2 separate regions of the Gossypium arboreum genome follow, and region 2 is linked to region 1. Evidence: chromatin contacts called from public Hi-C data. All regions are on one chromosome and are shown on one strand. The core of a region is the stretch at or near the end of the contact, and the rest is flanking DNA. Distances in the headings are between cores, read along the strand shown.

Evidence for each region. A called contact is a pair of places that touch in the nucleus more often than the background predicts.
Region 2: a Hi-C map of leaf shows a contact between it and region 1, with 4 times the contacts expected there. The contact joins the promoter of LOC108483012 here to the enhancer-like site in region 1. A contact is called at or near these places in 3 of 5 Hi-C or Micro-C datasets (all in leaf).

Annotation. Positions count from the first base shown.
Region 1 is chr1:103,001,335-103,007,327 of ASM2569848v2, reverse strand. No RefSeq gene overlaps it. Among protein-coding and RNA genes, the nearest start is that of LOC108480641, 21 kb to the right of the region's middle. Within about 2 kb of position 2,352, at least 1 of the 2 cell types and tissues checked has an H3K27ac peak or open chromatin away from gene starts, as enhancers often do. A contact at or near this core is called in leaf, where this site is marked.
Region 2 is chr1:103,041,527-103,047,519 of ASM2569848v2, reverse strand. It overlaps LOC108483012 (squamosa promoter-binding-like protein 14), which reads right to left and starts at 2,491. Exons shown (of 12, transcript XM_017786177.2): 1 at 1,758-2,491; 2 at 1,593-1,656; 3 at 617-1,250; 4 at 322-515; 5 at 1-239. The coding sequence starts at 1,209.

The sequences.
Region 1 (5,993 bases), core at 1,103-3,602:
AAGCTCTATCAAAGAGAATAATCGAAAGAGTTTTCTTTGTAGTAAAGAAATGTAAAGATTGCAGCTTCTTTTTAAAGTTGATAAATGAAATTTCACTCCAAATTTTCCAAGTTAATATTTGATTCGAAATTTGTGTGTACAAATTTCTGGCACACCTCGTGAGACAATCTCTTCCTTTCATCTTTTCTCTCAAAAAGTCAAAGTTCAAAGTTGCAATAGCCTCAAAAGAATATCATTATCATAAACAAACCAACTCAAAGCCTATTAAACCTAATCCTGCAGCCCTTTCGACTTCATTGTCAAGTACCAATGTCTTTACCCATGACTTAGAAGAGGTTTCTACTCGTGGATCAAATATAGCTCATCAATAATCATTCAAGGAGAAATATAATCAACCAAATGACAACTCTATTCCAACATGTCCCCCAAATCCAAATTTCAGATTGATGAATATCATGACAACTGGTGCTACAACCTTGGAAGAATAAGTGATGTCTTCAACAAAGATAGTAGAGTGTTTTACTACAAGCATAAAAAGAATAAATGATAAAATTGTTTTCACGATGACTTAAATTAAACATCTAAGTGGAAGCAACCAAACTTCTTCTAACAAAAATCAACATCAAACTCTTCAAAATGTTGGTGAAATCAAAGCTATTAAAGAATGACTTAAAAGTGTTTCTTCATATCAATTTAAATAACTCATCAAAAAAGCCATTAAAGATCAAGTTGAAAGTTTTTTTCCTCCTTCATGTGCATGTTGAAGTCATGCACTCAGAGGATTGATCATTTGAAGACGCCTTAAAATTATCAACCTCCAAAATTCCAATAGTTCGATGGCAAATGAAATTCGTGTCAACATGTTGCTCACTTCGTAGAAACCTGTAATAACACCAACAATGATGGCGCTCTAATGGTGAAGCAACTGGTAAAGCTTTACAAGATTGTTGAAAGATAGATTTTTTATGTTGGCTAATAGGTATTTAGGTTTCAAGGCTTTGAGATTAGCCTCTGCTTTGGCTAGAGAAGCCAATGTTTTCAATCTTTAATACGAGGAAGATTTGAGATTTGAAATCTTGGAAAAAAATTTCTTTCTTTTAGTCTGAGATTTGAAGAGCGATGGCTTGAGAGATTTGACTTCGGGATCTATCAAGGATTGAACATCAATAATAGTGGTCGGTGCGTGATATTTCTTCTCTTCTTTTCTATTTTATTAAGTAAAGGGAAATTGGTTTGTATTTATTTTAATTTTGGCAATTTAAAAAATATTTGGACTAATTGGTAAGAGGTATTTTGTTTTTGGTCAAAAGTCAATGATGTGCCATGTGGCACTTTTTTATTGGTCAACGTGCCACGCCAACACAAATTTCAATGGTGCTAGTGATAGGTGCCTTATTGATAAATGAAATTAAACTTGGGGTACCAAATTGGAGATTTCAAAAGTATTAATAACACATTGAAAATTTTGTTAAGTACAAAGGCTTTTTTTGCTATTATCCCCTATTATAAATGATAATTATATTTGATTTTTGTCTTCTCTTTTACTTATTGTTTCCTTTTAATAATTTTCTATGCAAATACATGCCAACTATTAAAATTTTAATTATATGTATTAATTTTAAGATGAATTGTTTTATTACAATCTAAATCTTTTCTATTATAACTTTCTAAACAATAGTAATTAATTAATTTTACATAAAAATTTAATAAGTTCAACTTTAAGGTCAATATATAAATTTAAAACACTTAATTAAAACTAAAATAATAAATAAAATAGAAAACACATATATAATAAAAAGTGTATAATTATCTTTTATTTAACCGAATAATTTTTGAGAGATTTTATAAAATTTTCTCTAAACTTGATAAAATAAGTAAACATTCTTGAAACCATAAGAGGTGATTATAGTTTACATTAAGGGTATGTTTGTTTCATTAAAAATTATTTTGAAAAATGATTTTGGAAAATGACTTATTTTCATGGAAAAATTAATATTTTATGGTGTTTGGATAAATCTGTATAAAATATTTTTATTGTTTGATAAATACAAAAAGAAGTAAAATTATTTTTATAAAACCTTTTACATGTAAATAAACAGATCTTAAATTAACTAGGATTGAAAATAATTTATTCTAAATATAATAAACTTTTAACAGAGAAATGATTATCACCGCTAATGAGCATAGCATTCCAATTATGGATTTTCTCTTCCCTAATTTTTAACTTAACACAATATAAAAAAACTAAAGTTGTAAAATCTCGACCACAAGTCAGTGGTAGTTTACAAAAGAAGAGTTGAGGTAAAGGGTAAAGACTTAAAAGGGTAACGGGTCTGGCCCAATCCGCCGTCCGATGAAGATTGAAGGCCTAATCCAAACTAATATGTATCTAACCTTTTTTTTTTGAGAACCAGCTGCATATTATTATTAAATTATAAACAGAAGTGGAGATTGAGATACTAGTAGTAGTACTGCCCAATCTAATCACCTTTGCCCATTCTTTTTTGTCGCCTTATAAAGGAAGGGAAAGGAAGGTAGATATTTTTCCGTAAACTATGTTAAATGTAATTAAACTATTAATAAATTTACGTTTTTGTCACTTGTATATCATAAAGTTATAAAATAATCATTGAATTATTTAAAATATTTCATTAAAATCACTAAACTATTCAAAAGTTATAGATGATATTGAATTATTTAAATCATTGCCACTATATTTGGGTAAATAGATAAAAATGAGAAGAATGAAAAGGCTAAAGAAATTATATATATGTATTTTATTTAGGGATAAGATAACATTTAGTCCCTATTTTTTTTTGTCCACATTAGTCTTGAAATTTGATTACTTTTCTACTTTGATTTTTAAACTTGCATTGCATGAAGGTACTCACATCATCACTTGAAGTTTTAAAAACTCTACTTAATATTTCTTTTTCTATTTTTGAGATTTTATATAATTCTTTTGAAAATTTTCAACTGATAATATGGAATAGTCTCTGTAACGACCCAAAATTTATGAATATCGAAAAAGTGCATTTTTGGGTATCCATTTTCGTGAAACGGTTTCGTAAATATTTATTAAAAATATTTACAAATTTAGTTGTATGGTTTCGTAAATGTATGGAAAATATAATTCCATGTGTATGTATAATATACATATATTTATTTACATTAAATACATACTTAATATTTAAGTATATATATAAAATAAAATAATATAATATAATATTATATTATATTATATTATATTATACTAATTAAATATAAAATAAACAAAAGATAGAAAAAGAAATAAAATTAGGAACGAAACAGGGGAAAGAAAGAAGAAAAAGAGAGAACGAAAAAGAAAGGGGGAAAATTAGGGTTTTAAGATTCAAGTTTCATTTGGTAAATCAATTTAGTCTCTTTTTTTTTTTTTGAAATTTTTAGTTTTTAAAATCTTAGAACAAAATACTACTTGATTTATGTTGAAATTTTAGAAGTTAGTGAATTTTAAATGTTGTTCATGTTGAATAAATTGAAGAATTAAGGGTTAAATTGATAAAATTTCAAGTTAGAATTGAGAAAAGGATTGAATTGTAAAATAAATCATAAGTTTTGAGTAATTGGGATTGAATTGAGAGAATTTCAAAATTAGGGATTTATGGTGAAATTGGAGAGTTAAATTTAGTTTTAAGTGGTAGTTGAATGAAAATAAAGAATAAAATTGTGAAGAAAATAAGGATAAATTTGATTAAGGATTAAATTGGAATTTAGGTAAAAGTTGGATATAAATTGAAATATTCAATATGAAATTATGTGTATTGATGATTTTTACTTTTTTTAATTCCATAGCTAATGTTGAGCCAGAGACCTCAGCTAAAAAATGAAAAGACAAGATTAACGAAGAGTAGCTTGAGAATTAAGGTTTGTATTTCTATAATCTGAATATAATAATTAATTGTTGTAATTATTATTTAATGTGTATGGTAAGTGAACTGAGGTGAGTACTTGATATTATGGTATTGAATTGAGTTGAATTAAATTCATCAGTATATGTGATTATTTGATATTGAATTGAATGTATGTGAATTTATGATTGGTGTGGATTTTGATTGAAATTGAATTGAGAAATTGAAATTGAAAACTCTATTAACTGTATCGGGCTGAATCGGATATAGTTGGCATGCCATAGGATTGGAAGAGTTCAGGGATACTTTGACTTCGAGTCGATGAGACACTGGGTGTCAAATTAATACTTCGGATAAATTCGATGAGGTACTGGGTACCACTTCACTTCAACATGACTGATGAGACATTGGGTGTCAACTTATTGCTTCAAATTATCTGATGAGGCACTAGGTGCCATACTGGTGTGTTTTGGTTGGATCTATGTATCTGCCAAAGTCCAAGTCGTGTTAATAGGGGTAAATAAATGAATTGGCAAAAAGATTGGTACTGAATGTTATTGAATGTGAATTTGAAATTGAACATTGAATTGAATTGTGCAAATGAAATGCATGAACCCAGGGTTCATGAAAAGAGTATTGTTATTGCTAAATGATATGTGAATCAAAGTAAGAAAAGCTATTTGAATTAGTTATTGATGAGAAATGAAGGTTAAATGTATAAAATGAATAATTGATTGGTTAATGTTTATATTTGGTTAAAAGTGTATGTTTTATAATGTTATTTCCTCTGAAGTATTCGAATTATAGAAATACCATTGAGTTTATACTCAGTGTACGGTTTGTTTCTGTGCGCAGGTTAGGTTAAAGTCAGATTGTTGAATCAGTATCCAAGGCCGATCTTGAACTCATTGTGGCAAAATACATTTCTTTTTGGTAAATGACATGTACCTAGGATGTTGTGTTTGTCATTTTGAGAAATGTTTGTAAATAATGTTGTAATATGATAATGGCTAGTTATATATATATGAAATGTTAAAGTTATCAAATGATAAGTTTTAGTAGTAAATTTGTATGAAATTAGAATTGGTTTGAATGAGTTTTAATTAGATTGATTTGGTTAGTATATGTGAAATACCTATAAGAGTACATTGGTTAGGTACTTAGGATGATTAATTAGACATGTTTTAAATGTATTTGAACATGTTTTGGATTGGTTGAAAGTTTGGTTTTTGTGTTGCTTGAGATTCAAGTTTTGCAGGGTTGGTAAACTTGATGTATAAGGCTCATTTTAAGTCCAGACGGGCGTGTGACCATATCGTGTGAGACACACGGCTTACACATGGGCGTGTGGATAGGCTGTGTGTCCCCTGCAGTTTAAAATTTTCAAAACAAAATGCACAGGAATCTCCAGTGTGTGTCTCAGTTGTGTGAGGCAAAAGGCCTAGCACACGGGCATGTGTTCTGACTGTGTGAAAATTGCACTTAATTTTTGTTTAAGTCAGAAAGTTACATGGGTTTGGACACGGCCTGAAGCACAGGCGTTTAGGGTCACATGGGCGTGTCCCTAGACCACACAGGCTTGTGAGCCCTGTACTTAGGAAAAATTTTGAAATTTCACAAAAATTTTCTGAACTTCCGATTAAGTCCCAATTTGTTTCTAACACGTGATTTGGGCCTCGAGAGCCTATTAAAGGGACATTATGATTAAATTATGATGTGTAAGTTATATTATTATATAATTGTTCATATTTGTTCTGAAATGTTCGGTAATACTCTGTAACCCTATTTCGGCGACGGATAAGGGTTAAGGGGTGTTACAGTCCCAAAGTGCTAGATCCTCATACTTGAACGGAATTCAAGTTCATGGACCAAATTGGGAAGAATTGCAAAGTTCAAAGAGACTAAATTGAAAAAAAAAAGGTGCCAAATTAAAGGACTAAGGGCTAGTTTAACATTACTTTTGAAAAGTGCTTTTGAAAAGTGTTGTGGAAAAGTATTTTGAGAATTATTTTAGCAAGAATATAAAAATAATTTATTATAACTTCTTATTAATATTTTCATATATGAAATATAAATTTTAAATATTTTAGGCAATTAATTTTA
Region 2 (5,993 bases), core at 1,242-3,741, 40 kb before region 1:
AGCTGAAAGGGCAGCAAGCAAATCTACTGTAGATGGAGAAGATGTGTTTTTCCCATTCAATTGGTTTTGATTGCCTAGCGAAGGTTGCTCCTGGCTCTTCCTGTTCAAAACTCCAACATTGGGTAGCTTTGCAGCCAGGTCCATTGGCAAAGGTAATGAATTAATCTTACTAAGAATCTGAAGGAGTTGATCTCTATTTGGAACCGGTGAGGGATTAATGCTTTTGTCCTCAGTTTTACCTATACATTAAGCGCACAAACATCAGCTTCAACTTAAAAAGTATAATTTGTAAATTTTACTCATTTAGAAAAAATTTCTTGCCTTGTGTCCTAGCCAAAAGAGTCAGCAAGTTGACAATATCTAAACTTCCATTCCCGGCATTATCCCTGTTTGCAGGGAGTAAAAGCCGTGAGGTCACATCTTCAGGTTGTGTCTTCCTTCTACGGCGATTATGCCCAGCAAGCCTACGCCTACAACTTCTCTTCCCCTCATCAAACTCAGAAAGAGGGTGAAACCTGCACATAAGCATTATAAAGGTGATGTGGGTTCAACCAATAGCTAAAAAACTAGATGCCAAGGGTAAAAATTTTAAGAATGAGAACATAAAAGTACCAACCTGCTACACTGCTGGCAGAACCTCTGCATCTGCTTCTCAACAAGAGCTTTAGTCGCTTTACTATGAATCTCACACACTTTATGCCGACGGTGATAGTCCTTTGCATTAGAAAGATCTTCCTTACAATTATCAACCTGACACATGGGGAAGCTGGTACTCCCAGGCGATCCACCACAGACCTTTTTGTTAGGCCTAGAAACAGGATCTTCCACAGAATTCAATCCCCCACCTAGATTCAGTTGCAGTCTCTCATCATCATCATTTGCTGCAGTGGCCTTTTTGGATGTTATAGAGTTTTCATTCCCATTAACATGACCTGTCTTTCTCTGTTCTGCTGTAGCAGTCCCTGTCTGAAGAATCTCGGTGTTTAAGGGTTTGGCAATGAATCTCACAGCATCCCACTCCCATTGCTTTGGGTTCCAGTTGTCCCTGGGGTTGGCAACACGCTGCTGTGAAGGGTTTTGGTACAGAAAGTCTGAGGCCTGATAAGAAAGGTCACGTTTCCTGGGTAAAGAAGGCGGATCACAGAAGCGGCTGGCAAGGGCCTGATGAATATAAAGGGGAGGAGCTACTTGCGCGCCTGCATCCTCCATGGGTCTGAAAATAACTTGGTTTTCCAGACACCAAATGATCTCTGGACAAAAGAAATGGCTATTTTAACAAGTTATTTTTGAGAATCTATAACTAGTAACATAAGAGAAAGTAGTTCATCTCATCCAGAAAGTCAAAATAAGAAAGATGAATAGTCAAATCTTATAGGGGATGATAAGGCTTGAGAATAAACACTCCGGATCATAATTTTCAGGGCAGATTATCAGATCAGACAAAGATTGGGACTTGGATAAAAACATATTCAACGACTGACACATGTAGAAATCAAATTAAAATCTAAAAAAGAGCAAGATGAATGATAACAGTTATCCAAATAAATAGCAAATATATGCGCATAAGAAAATAAAGAAGATTTGAAACATACCTTTCACAAAAACCTCAGCTTGAGGATTTCACGGCTGATTATCAGATCAGACAAAGATTGGGAACTACTAGAGAAATGTAAAAAAAAAAATTAAATTAAAAAGAGCCAGATGAATGATACAACACAAGCAAATAGAAAATATAGGCGCGTAAATAAATAAGATACCTTAACCAAATCCCAGCTTAACGCTTCATCATCTCGTAAAAGCAAATAAAAAAATTAAAAAGAAGTGAAAGCAACCACCGCCTTCAACCTTTTCAGCCTTTTACTTCATGGTAATCACAGATCTGAATTCTCCTTTCTCCCAGATACCAACCATCAGACTTGGACTTGCGTCTCCCTCTTTGAAATTAAAAAAAAAAAGACAAGGAAAACGGAAAAAAAATATATATAGGAATCAAAGGTAGAACAGCAAGGAAACGCAGTCAGATCCGAGAAGATGAAGATGAAACAACTGGGAACTTGGGTTTGGCTCCACAACTTTGGTTTACTTTTTTGTTGTCTCTCTCAAAAGAAATAAGAAGAAGAAGAAGAAGAAGAAGAACAAGCAAAAAGTAAAACTTGGTAGCAGACTAGTTAGTAGGCTGGTATTCCATTTCTAATTTTTTTTACTTTTTCGCTGTGACTGCCTTTGCCTTTGCCTTTGCCTTTGCCTTAGCTTGAATTATTTTATTTATTTTATCATGTTTGTTTAATATTAGGGGTCGGGTGTTGCCGTAAATCGTAAATTGAAGCTGGATTGAGGTTATATTCATAATTTAGGGCCGCCCACGGAGCAACGAAGAATCCAAGACTCTTCCTTTCCTTGTTCTTAACTTGTCTAGTTTAGTCATTACCCGTAAGTGTAAGTAGCACGTTCTTTGTTGTTTTTGAGTTGTACTTGTATGTATGGTAATGGTTAACTAAGTTCTTGAATTTTGTGTTTAATAAGCCCTTCATTACTAGTTTAATTAGTATTGATTGGGAGTTGGAATGTATTTGGATATATAATGTTTTTTTTAGATATTTATAAAAGATGATACTTGAATTTTTATAATGGGAATTTTGCTATAAGGGGTTTGAATTTGTTATGAATTAAAGATCTCTCTTATCTTAAATTATGTATTTCAGTTTCTCTCACATTGACCCCTTTAATTTTTCTAGCCTTACAATTTAGTTCATAGGCCTTAATCTTTAATTTTCATTATCAACCAACTAATTATTCTAATTAATACTTGGTCACTAACTAATGAGCCTTTAATTCACTATCATGCCACTCCTAAAAACTTCTTGATTTGACTTCCCAAAATAGCTAGGTTTAATAAATTCGACCTAAAATTGATATTTCGAAAACCAGGCGTTACACTCACACTTCATATGGGTTGCCCCTTAAGGAATCTCTTTGTTTTCCTCTTCATTGGTCTAAAGCTTGAGGATGAAGGTCCTGGACGTGTGCTAATAGTTTGAAACTTCCTAGATCTCACACCAAAATTTTAAAACTTATTTCCTTATCTTTACAGCTCTTGTAAAAATAAGACGTTGCGTCCAATAGCTACGTTGCAAAGCTTCATATGGGATGGAAGAGTTAAGAAGACAAGTTTCTCTTTTTCTTTGACCCCCTTCTATTTCCACTCAAGTGGTTTTCCTTGTGTCCTTCTAATTGGCAGTGATAAGATGTAACAAATGCTGTGCATATATCTAACAATAAGGTTTGGGGAGTGATCATGTTTAGATGAAGGAAATTACCAAGGTATCCCTTCATTACCTCTTTAAAGGGAAGGCTTTCTCCTTTGTGCATTTGAGAAGTCGACATTGTTTTTGATCCTTTTCTTTTCTCACCAAACTACTTCCTAAAGTGTTATTAGGCATTCTTGTTCTAATAAGGAGATCTATGGAGGGGACCGTGAATATGAAATCAACTTTATCCTCATGTTAACTTCATATGAGTGCCTTAACTTTTTCATGTGACCATTGTGTTGTTAATTCACTTGGCATAACAAAATAGTCTCCATTTGTCATTAAAATGAATATACATTGATCTATTTAGGGTCATTTTCTTCCTATAAAGCTTGTGCACCTTCTATCTTGAAAGGTATTCCACCTTCATTCTAGGCTACCTTCTTTGTCCAATGGTTGCTGAACTATGATTTTGGCGCATATGGAAAGGTTGGATTGTTTGTCTTGCCAAGCAGTCAACCTTGGGGGATCATATTCATCCTTTTGCCCTATTGGCTTTATTTGTGAATGGATGTGGCCATCGTGTGTTAACATCCTAAGATCCCCTACTTTTGCACCAATATTTGGAGACTCTTAAGATTCCTTTTATTGTGGTGCCCCCCTCTTCCATCTTCTAAAGAACGGAGTCTTTGTTCTATGAATCTTTCCAATTGTTCTTTTCTTACAACTACTTCGGTGATATCCTTCAGGTTAAGGTAGTCATTTGTTGTGTGGCGCTTTATCATTGTGATAAGGAGCTCAGCTGTAGACTTCCTCTTCTATAGGTTGGACTGTATAAGTGGTAGAGTTCTCAACATTCCTTTAGCCTTGCTAAGAATATCCTTTTACGAGGTATTTAAAAGAGTGTAATAAAGATACAGTGTAAATGACACCCCGTTAAATGTTTTATATGTCAATAGCTTTGACACCTTATTACAGCCTCATCTTCCCTTTATCGGGGCAGAGAGATGATTTGGTTACGCCCTTAAGGTAGGGTTGTGTTGACATCTTAGAGTTTGCCTTTAACTCTAAAAATATTTTTACTTCATTTCTTGGTTACTTATTGTCTCCCAATAAATTGTGGAAAGAATGGATGGGTATGATTATGGCTCCATCATTGTAATTGCGGAAAGGATAAGTTATAGGCTTCCACAACGTCATTTTGATCTTTGTTCTAGTACCAACATGGAATTGATAGTGGATGGCTTTTTGGCTTTCTTATTCTTAATGGCAATAGCTCTCTAAGGGTAAAGACATAATTTTTTATTTGTTTCCAACAAACAACGCCAATTATTATAACAATTAAGTTATACAAGTACTTAGGGTGTACAATAATGATGGTTCACACCATAAGTGGTGCGGAAAGCTACTAAGGATGGAGGGTTAAGCTGATTAGGAGTGGTTATAGAGTGTTTGTATTGTGAGTAGATGAGTTCTTTTCTCTATGGGTTTTTCTCTTACTTTGATGCAGAGAGTAGATATTTATAAAGGGGGAGTGACTATTAAGGCCCTAGTCATCAAGCACTCCACTTTATAGGTGTAGGGGTTAGACTAGCAGATTTCAATCTAAAGACATTTTTGAAGTCGATATTAGATGACTAGACAGTGCGCCATCAGGTTTGAGATGGAGTTGAATTAGCAAGTTCTAACAAGAGCTCTTTTTTATATATCTTCTGGAGATTATGCAAATCCACTTTATGTGATATGCTGTTATTGTGAGGGAAAGCTAAGACTATGCTTCTAATAAAGCCATGAGTCCGAGCTTCATGAGTTTTACCTTTAAGTGTAGACGTCACATAGTTGAACAATGAATGATATGTTAGAGATATAACAATATTTAATATTTTATAATTGATTTTAAATAACAACATGCCTAGTTTATTAAAATAGTTAGTAGGATCGGTTCATCCCAATTCAATCGTGAAATACCTTATTCAAAATTACTGAATCTAATCGGTAATTTAATTATTGGGGAATTTTTTTTATTTTTATGAGAACTAATAATTGTTTTAAAAAGTTAAAATGAAAACAAGGCATCAAAGCTATCATTGATACTATGGTGATTCACATTACACTTCAATTTAATGCATTTCTACTCTTTTAATTGAATGAATGCCAGTTGTAAAGGAAATTACATTATCAACGGTTCATTCGGAGGGAGAATCGAGGGGTGAAAACGAAGAGGTAGAGTCTGAATTTAATTAATGGTAATTTTGATTTTAACTTCCAAATTTAATATTTGATTCAAATTAAATCGAGTATTATTTTTAAATTTTAACTCGTAAAGAATTAAATATTTTCAAAAATAATATAATAAAAGAAAATCTCAAAATTTGTAAACATCAACCAAATCCAAAAGTAAAGTAAGATTCAAAAACTAGATGTACATACAGCTTATCAATAATCTCAGTTTGAAAGGAAAAAAAGCATTACCTGTAGAAGAAATACAAATTAAAAAGTAAACAACCAGCAAAAAGATTTATTATTTGAAGTATTATTGATAGCAACAAACAAGTAATTATAAAATTTAAAAATATTTTAGGAAAACCTTTAAAAATATATTTCAAGAATAAACACATTTTATGAAAGTGATCACAAATTTCTTGTATACACTCCTAGTAAGAAGTCGATTAAAGAGTAAATAATGGTTATGAGCTTTAAAGTTATTTCATATTCAGTGAGAATTAAACTCTCAACCATTGGTTA